Regions from separate parts of the Mus musculus genome. Here all the other regions are linked to region 2. A link is a contact called in public Hi-C data. All regions are on one chromosome and are shown on one strand. Each heading gives the region's core, a stretch centred on a gene start, on an enhancer-like site or on the middle of the called end of the contact. The rest is flanking DNA. Distances are from core to core; before and after follow the strand shown.

Evidence for each region. A called contact is a pair of places that touch in the nucleus more often than the background predicts.
Region 1: a contact with region 2 is called in a Hi-C map of bone marrow-derived macrophages, with 16 read pairs. The contact joins two enhancer-like sites. A contact is called at or near these places in 12 of 39 promoter capture datasets (the 3T3-L1 cell line, 3T3-L1-derived adipocytes, the C10 cell line and 7 more), 2 of 484 Hi-C or Micro-C datasets (bone marrow-derived macrophages and nephron progenitors), 2 of 115 datasets of contacts at active chromatin or transcription factors (large pre-B cells and microglia) and 2 of 9 other capture datasets (adipose tissue and pancreatic islet).
Region 3: a contact with region 2 is called in a Hi-C map of bone marrow-derived macrophages, with 20 read pairs. The contact joins two enhancer-like sites. A contact is called at or near these places in 1 of 484 Hi-C or Micro-C datasets (bone marrow-derived macrophages), 1 of 115 datasets of contacts at active chromatin or transcription factors (bone marrow-derived macrophages) and 2 of 9 other capture datasets (adipose tissue and liver).

What each region holds. Positions count from the first base shown.
Region 1 is chr6:145,881,880-145,884,579 of GRCm38.p6, forward strand. No RefSeq gene overlaps it. Among named protein-coding and RNA genes, the nearest start is that of Bhlhe41, 18 kb to the left of the region's middle. Within about 2 kb of position 1,287, at least 64 of the 459 cell types and tissues checked have an H3K27ac peak or open chromatin away from gene starts, as enhancers often do. A contact at or near this core is called in the HPC-7 cell line and bone marrow-derived macrophages, where this site is marked.
Region 2 is chr6:146,228,775-146,231,558 of GRCm38.p6, forward strand. Itpr2 (inositol 1,4,5-triphosphate receptor 2) reads right to left here. Exons shown (of 57, transcript NM_019923.4): 42 at 919-1,119. Gm35596 (a long non-coding RNA gene) reads left to right here. Exons shown (of 5, transcript XR_378174.4): 3 at 137-256. Among named protein-coding and RNA genes, the nearest start is that of Gm35596, 10 kb to the left of the region's middle. Within about 2 kb of position 1,392, at least 26 of the 459 cell types and tissues checked have an H3K27ac peak or open chromatin away from gene starts, as enhancers often do. A contact at or near this core is called in the HPC-7 cell line and bone marrow-derived macrophages, where this site is marked.
Region 3 is chr6:145,909,628-145,912,663 of GRCm38.p6, forward strand. No RefSeq gene overlaps it. Among named protein-coding and RNA genes, the nearest start is that of Gm32675, 3.1 kb to the right of the region's middle. Within about 2 kb of position 1,299, at least 25 of the 459 cell types and tissues checked have an H3K27ac peak or open chromatin away from gene starts, as enhancers often do. A contact at or near this core is called in bone marrow-derived macrophages, where this site is marked.

The DNA of each region.
Region 1 (2,700 bases), core at 37-2,536, 350 kb before region 2:
CTGTATCCTTTGCCAGCCTACAGTTGCAATTAATTCATAAATGTAATTCCAACATGAAAGTTGGTTGAGACTTTTGTTTATTTTAGTGATTAAGGTGAAAGTACTACGGAGAAAAGACTTTTTAAAATAACCTTAGTCATTTGTTAAATACAGGAGCAATTAGTAACAACTCTCACACAATGGGAAATGGTTTTTCTGCTTTCTTGTGTGTTACTCACAATGCAAAGTTCCGATGCGACACAGTGCTAAGTACAATCAACATGACACATGATTTCTCTGGCCTAATAACCAAGAAAACCAACCCCTGAAGTTTCTGCCAATTTTCATAGTGTAAATACTTGCAAGAGACTCTCTACCAACAATGTATCAGTGAAAGTGGAGGTGGGGGATTACAGGCAGGGAGGAAGCAGAAGAGACACTTCCTTGGCTTGGTGTGGAATTTACCTGATCGTCATCAGCTACAAGAGTTAGAAACACCTGGAGTGCTGGCTTGTGAAATGCAGGGTATGATATTGAATGGACTTTACAGCACAATTCTCTGATTTGGACAAATGTTGAATGAGGGTAATATTGTCACCTGGAGGCTGAGACTGCGTGAAGATCAGCCTAGGCCTCCAGGCTCTGAGGCAGGAACAACTGAAACCAACAGAACAAAAGAAACCCAAGAGCTCCCAGCAGCTAAACTAGGGGAGCTACACCACCGAGGCCACAGTGATCCTTCTTGTGAGGTGAGAGATGGGCTTTATTCTCTCTCATTGGCCCTGTGGCATTGAGACCCAGGACCTCTGAAATGTAGCTCTCCTCCTGTGTAGTGTCTCAAGCACAGAGGTGTTTCCCCTGTTCTGTAGCAACACAAAGCAGGAGCAGACGGAAGCGAGCCTTATTGACTCCTGACTCTTGAAGACAGACCGGAGCCCAGTAAATATTTGTAGAAAGACTAGATGACCTCACAGAATGGGGCTACTGTTTGTGGTGGAGTAGCTTTTAATTTCTACATGACTAAATTTTTACTCTGTGATCATATATTAATATATTATCAAATTTGAATGGGTATGCTACTAATAGTCTAAATACTCACTAAAACTACGTCTTAGAGCCAGATGTGCTGCTGTGAACCTGGGATCCCATACTTGGAAGGCTGAGGAAGAGGGTCATTCACAGATAATCACTTCTGTAGCACCACACCAAGACACTTTCATCTATCGTTTCAGCTAATGTATACTGGTGTAACTTTTAGTGACCCACCTACTCTCTGTTTCTGTGGAGTTACCCATTTGGATATCTCATGTGCACAGAACCATGTGAGTCATTGCTCTCTACAGTTGAGTTCATTTCCTGTTTTCAGGGTTAATCCTTGCAATAGCATACAATATTTTACTAGTTTTTTTTTTTTTACTGCTAAACCACATTGCATTGCATGACTATGGCACTTTTATTTGCCCACTTAGCAGTTGATAGAATCCAGGGCATGTTCTTTTTTTTTTTTTTTTTCATTTTTTATTAGGTATTTAGCTCATTTACATTTCCAATGCTATATCAAAAGTCCCCCATACCCACCCACCCCCACTCCCCTACCCACCCACTCCCCCTTTTTGGCCCTGGCGTTCCCCTGTACTGGGGCATATAAAGTTTGCGTGTCCAATGGGCCTCTCTTTCCAGTGATGGCCGACTAGGCCATCTTTTGATACATATGCAGCTAGAGTCAAGAGCTCCGGGGTACTGGTTAGTTCATAATGTTGTTCCACCTATAGGGTTGCAGATCCCTTTAGCTCCTTGGGTACTTTCTCTAGCTCCTCCATTGGGAGCCCTGTGATCCATCCATTAGCTGACTGTGAGCATCCACTTCTGTGTTTGCTAGCCAGGGCATGTTCTTTTGAGCGCTCATGAATGACATTCTGAGCACCAGGCATGAGGCTGTGTGCACTTGCTTTCAGTTCTCTAGGATGTGGGCTGGGGCAGATGCTAGTTACATAGTAACTGAGGGACAGACAGCTTTGCGAAAGGGCTTCAGCCCCCACTGCATTCTTGCCAGAAGTGTATGAAGGTTCCGTTTCCACCACATGGTCAGGGAAGTTACCAGCCACAGAAAGGTGTGATGAATGTTAAATCGACTTCTCAGTAAGTGTAAACCTTTTAGGATTTGACCAAAAATTTGTATTCAAAGGCATAGTTTTAGTTACAACCTTATAAATCTAAATGGTTTGTAAGAATAAAACTTCCAAGTGTAAGACTAAAACTTCCAGGCTTTACCATGCAACCAAGAGCACAGAGCAAGGATCTCAGGCTGGAAGGGTTTAACTGTCTTTCTTAGGGTGCTCCTAAAACTTGAAGTAAATTTACAGTACATGTTGTGGGGGTACACTCTTGTTATCCCAGTACTTGGGAGATACAGGCAAAGGGATCAGGTGTTCAGGGCCAGTCTTAGCTACAGGAGACCCATGTCAACAAAAACAAACAAAACAAAGTAACAAGTGGCTGTTGGGGTGGAGGGGGGTGTCTTAATTCTGAAGGTTTCTGGAAGCAGTAATGCTTGAGCACTGGTTCAGTCAAGAAATCTTGTAACAAAAATAAAAAAACAATATGTAGCATAGAGGCTGTGAAGAGACAAAGGCAGGAAGATACTCCAGAAGAGGAATGGAGATGCTCCTTCAAACAGGACATATGTGCTACTGTGTTTCCATATGACCTGACACAGCCAGA
Region 2 (2,784 bases), core at 142-2,641:
CAATGTGTTTGCATCAAATGAACACACAGGTGTGTGTATATCGTGTATATGTGTGTACACAGGCACTGCATGTGTGTGTGTGGACAGTCATATGATCTGCAATAGAAAAGCTGACTTTTTCACATCTTCTTCCTAGAGCAACCATTGATGTTTGGTATCAATCACACCTTTAAATTTTATGTCCAGAAATGTATGACATGGAGCCTCTGCCCCTGAACCTTGCCCGCTCCAGGTGTTTTCTGAATACTAAACACTGGTAAGAAACATTACAAGATGCCTTTCTTCCCTACATCTCCTGTCCTGTCATCTCCCACAGTGTGTCCTTAGAGCAAAGCAAAACACTCTGGGGACCAGGATGAACGTCGGGTCTCTCACATGTGCATGTGCACCGAAATCAAAATGGCTCATTGTTTGGGTTCTGAAAGTCTGTAGCTTTTCTGTTTTTGCAGTGTCTCAGAGTGCTGCCATCTCTGAGCTGATCTCTGAGTCTGAAGCTGTTTATCAGCAAGATGACAGCCATGAGACCCACTTCATAAGCTAACCAAGCATATGTGTAACATGGATATTATACCCCACAACATGTACACACTGCATTGGAGCCAAAGCCACAGCGAGTTAACTCCACACAGCTGGAGATACAGAGAAAAACTCAACATTGGGAAGAAATACAATCTTACCCTTCTTTCAGTAACTCTTTTTATCTTAAATATTTTCACGGGAACTTTCTTTTATAATGCAATTTAAAATGTAGCCTACTATGTGCTAGTCTACACCTCGGCCTTTGTATGTTCTTTGAGAAAAGCAGCCACACCAAGCAGAACAAGCAACGAGGCTTCACCAGCATGTGAGGTGGGCTCTGTGCCTCACCCGGCATGCTGCTTCTGAGTCATGGCTCAGGCAGCGCTACTCTCTGGTTACCTGGTTCTCGTGGCACGGGCCTTGGCAGTACTCGGTCAAGCTCTCCAGAGTCTGGTTGACCAGAGCTACATTCCTCTCATTGATGTAGAGCCCCAGCAGGCCTAGACCCCCTGTGGTACTTCCGCAGATACAGTCCAGGAACTGAAGCGTTTCACAGACAAGGTTGTAGTTTGTTTTGTTGTTCTGGTTCCTCAAGAAGTTCTGCAAGGGGAAATCAAATACAGCTGAAGGACTGAAAGCAAAACACGGGGGAAAAGGGTCAGGTTTAGCTTCTGTGTGTGTGTGGGTGGGTGTGTGTGTGTGTGTGTGTGTGTGTGTGTGTGTGTAAGAGACAGAGAAAGAAAGAGGGAGAGGGAGAGGGAGAGAGAGAGAGAGAGAGAGAGAGAGAGAGAGATTCCTTGCCAGTATAGAATTCAATTATTCTTTATAAGACAGTGAGACAACTGGGGGCAGGAAGGTGACCAGCAGAAGAGAGAAGTAATGAGGGGCATAATGGGTGTGACTATGACTAAGCATAATGATGTGCATGAAAATGCCATAATGAGACTCATTGTTTTTCAAGATAACTTTAAAATAATTTAAAATTGAATAATGTTTAAACGTTGATGCCCTCCCCTTCGAGACCTAGCAAAAGTATTCAGCCAAACAAGTCACACTAAACACTGCCCTGCTGTCCTCACTGGAAATCTACAGAGGGCAGAAACAAGTGTGAGAAGGAGAAAGGAGAAGGGAAACAGACTGTTCGTGGAGGCGGAGTCCAACTTCCATGCGAAGCATCCCTGACAAGCCTGCCTGTCACGGTGCAGTCGGGGTAGGATCATAGGAGGAGCAACATGAAAGCTCTCTCAAGCATTTCGGCAAGCAGTCCTCCATCTCTGCACCTGCACACTAAAGAGATTCACTGCTCACTGCCGGTTAGCACAGACAGGGGCTAGCAAAAGCTGGAGCCTTACCCCTGCTGGCAGTGTGATGGGTGTGGCTCTTAGGAAATGCTTCCATGTGTGTGATAAGCATTACCAAGCAATAAGTACTATAGTAATGTTAAAAAAAATGACTAAACGAAAAAGCAGACACTATAGAACGTATATTCTCTTGAACAGAAATTAGGCTTATAGGCACAAACTGATGTTTATATGTGCACAGAATTTTCTAGAAAAAAAACTGTTATTGGTGCACTTCCTTTGGGGACTAAGGCTAGGGAAAGAACCCAAAGAGAAATAGAGGGAGAGAGGGTTCTTGTTTTAATGCATTTGTAGCTATCTATTTATTTATTTTGATTTTTTGCTATTTGTTCTTCTTACCGCTACTGTGAAAGAAAAGGTTCTCTAAGGGAGTGCTTGAGCCACACTTTCATGGTTAACAGAAAGCCAGATATTATTCTATCTATTTTGCTCATCCACGCCCCACACTGTCAGGGTCTATTGATGAGAACTAGCTGGCAGGCACACCCTACAGAAGCTAGATCTAAGCTGCGGTCAGCTCGTCCCAATGAGCCACATTCCCCCACCATTCATTCGGGAACATCTCATCAACATGGACCCTATTCTAATCCTAGGCAGGACCCACTGTGGAAACCTCCACCAGTCACTGTAATTCATTAATAAAACCGTTTCCCGGCTATGCTAGCTACAGTGGCACTGCGAAGCTGGCTGGCAAGGGCGAGTGTCTATCTTGGAGGCAAACTCTTCAGGGGAGCATTCCATGCTCCCTCAACCAGGCCAATCACAATTGCTCTCTCCGTGTGCCTTTGCCATGGTGTCTGCCATAGGCGGGGCATACAAAAACGCCAGAGAGGTAGTCAAAGTTTGAAGGCAGCCCTAGTCCATCCATCTGAGAGGAAATGTGGTGGTGGAGATATCGTGATGT
Region 3 (3,036 bases), core at 49-2,548, 320 kb before region 2:
ATAGGTTTGCACATAGCAGACACATACACAGGCACACATGTCCAGGCATACACAGAGAGAGAGAGAGAGAGAGAGAGAGAGAGAGAGAGAGAGAGAGAGAGAGAAGAAGGGAGGAAGGGAGGAGGGAGGAAGGAAGGAAGGAAGGAAGGAAGGAAGGAAGGAAGGAAGAGAGGGGCACACACATAGGTTTGTGCACATACCAGGCACATACACTCATGTACACATTCATAGACACACACACAGGGATACACACACAGGCTCACACACACAGGCACACACAGAGACACACATACTCAGACAGATACACAGAGGCATATACACAGGATTGCAAATGCCAGGCAGGCACATACTTGGGGGACACAGAATATGGTTACTAGCCACATATGTTGAGCTTCAAGGGCGATTCCTTTGCACAGTTCGTTAAAAACTAAGTGTTTCCATAGTCAAAGCTGTTCATCTACTCTGTATAACTGCCCAAACCCAGAAATAAGGAACTAGGAAGCCCGGTTGGAGGTAAACATCAATGCTACCAGCAGAGGATCGACAGGGACACCCCAGAGCCTCTCAGCCTTTAAGTCAGTTAACCCTACACTCTGGAGTGTGTGTGTGTGTGAGTGTGTGTGTGTGTGTGGGGGGGTGCAGCAAGCTACTGGCCTCAGGGCCTGTTGCCTACTTTTGAAAGTCCAGTGTGTGAGCAAGAAAGATTTTTACATTTTTAGGAGCTAGAAAAAGAAAATTAAAAATGAGTTACATTTCATGACATATCAGAAGAAAATTCAAATCTCATTATGTATCAAATTTTATTTTAATATATGACATCATTCATTGACACACTGCTAAGGGCCCCACTGAAGTATATGATCAGTGCCATGTCAGTGTGGGGAGACTATGTAGCCAGCTAGTAGTGTTTCCTACCTGGACCTCTGCAGGGGAGCTTGTGCCTCTGAGCTGTGTCAAAAGGCAAGGCCAAACAATGTGCTTTGTGCTTTGTGGGGTACTTAAGGCAGGGTCGGCTGTGGCTGAAACAGTGTATCTGTGTGAACTCTCTCCAAACATTCAATAACCTGGGATTCCTCAAGGCCTTGAGAACCTACCAGTGTGGAGACGGTTACTGTGTTACAGCTCTGAAAGGAAAGGTTTCCCGAATGTAAGTGTTGCAGCTCTGAAGGGAAAGGTATCCTGGCAACTGGGAGCCAAGGAATACAACAAAGTCACATCAGACAACAAACCTCACACAAGACTAGCTGCAGAGAACTGAGTGGGAGGAAGGCTTATATAAGGTTTCTTGGGGGAGGAGCTTTCTAAGGTGAAGGTTTCCAGAGAGCTGATTGGTGGGTTTTTAAGTCCTAAGCTTGGGGTGAGCCCAGGGATTGGTGGGTTTTCAAAACCTGAAAGTGAGCTTGGACTTTTTACCCTACAAACTCAAGGTTTGCTGTGGATTGTCTCTAAATTCCCACTCATCTTTGTCTTTATTCTTTTTTCCTGTATATTTATGCTATTTACATATTGAAAGCTGAAGGGACTCTGGCCAGCTTGAGCATGGCTCTGGCAGGCCTTGCCCTTCTCCCCCATTCCCTCTGTCTTGCTAAACTGTTAGGTTACATTCCTAAGGCTAGCCACCAAGGTCTGTTCCCTTATTTGGCCACTTCCTCCCCCTCCTGAGGCTGACTTCCAAGGTCCAGCTATCAAAGTATTGAAGTTCAGCAATCAAAAGACCCCTTTGGCTCACCTAATTAATGTGCCTGATTTAAAATTAAACACCCCATCCTAATGTGGGTTACCCTTGTACCTTTATAAGCTGTCATTTTCCTGTGAGATACCTCTGTCTCCTCTCTATTCAGAGGCAGTCCTTTGTCCCCCAAGACAAGTACCCCTCCCCCTCTCCTGTGTTCCCTTCCCCTTCTCCCTCATCCTGTATCTCCTGTCTTTGTCTCTTATTCCCTGCCCGCTGTCCCTCTGGAGCAAATACATCTCCTTGGTGCTGAGAACTTGGTCTTGAGCTGATATTTTTTTTTCTCCAAAAACCATATTATAAAAGATTAGAAAAAAAATCAAGTGTCTGAAAAGAATGAAAGTATGGGGGGGGGGGGCAGGGCTGTCACCATGAAGCCCTGAGAAAGGTCATCTTTATCCCATCCTTTACTGCCTGTGTTTTTAAGGAGGGAAAACACACTTCCTACAGCCCCCCAGCTTTTCTCCGACTAATCCTGGGAACCAGTAGGCATGAAAGACTGTCTCTTGTCTCTTCACTCAACAAATATAAACAAGTTTATTTACCAGGGCTTGTACCGTCTGAGCAATAACAGCTCTCTCTCTCTCTCTCTCTCTCTCTCTCTCTCTCTCTCTCTCTCAACTTGCCTTCAGAGCTTAGATACGACCCTGCTCCTCAGCCCTCTCCCTCTCATCCTCACACCCAGGAAACTGCTGCTGTTCTGTCAGCGGGAACCTTTAAGTTCATTGCCACTGCTGTCTGAGTGTTTTAAAACATATCAGGATAGCTGGAATCTGAGCTGTAGGAAGGCTGAGGCACAGGGATTACCATGAATTTGAGGCCAGTTTGAGCTACATACTGAGAACCAGGTCTGTCAGAGTTGTGGGGTGGCACTCTACCTCAAATCAAAAACAAAAAAAAAAAGCCCAGAAATACACATAAAAATGAAATTAATCACAAGGAGACATGTGAGCAAATCTCTGTTCATTCCAGATGTACCATGATAGACCAAAGAAATGAATCCATACAAGTGTAGCTTGGTGAAGCAGTGAGTTCATTGGCATTACAGGAGTGTGGCTAGAAGCATGGCTATGGACAGGGCCAGATGTGATTCAGTGGCAGCTGCTCCTAGCAGAGTGGGCTGGGTTGTGTGGGAGATGAGAATGTTTGGGAGTTCCTAACACATTTATAGAGCCTGCAGAAGCTCCATCAGGCCACCCACACTCAGCACTTGTTTACTGTTCTGTAGCCTTGTAGAGGCACCTTGTGACTTTTGTAGAGAAGCCTTGTTAAGTTTCAGGTACTTCCTGAGACCCTGTAGGTTT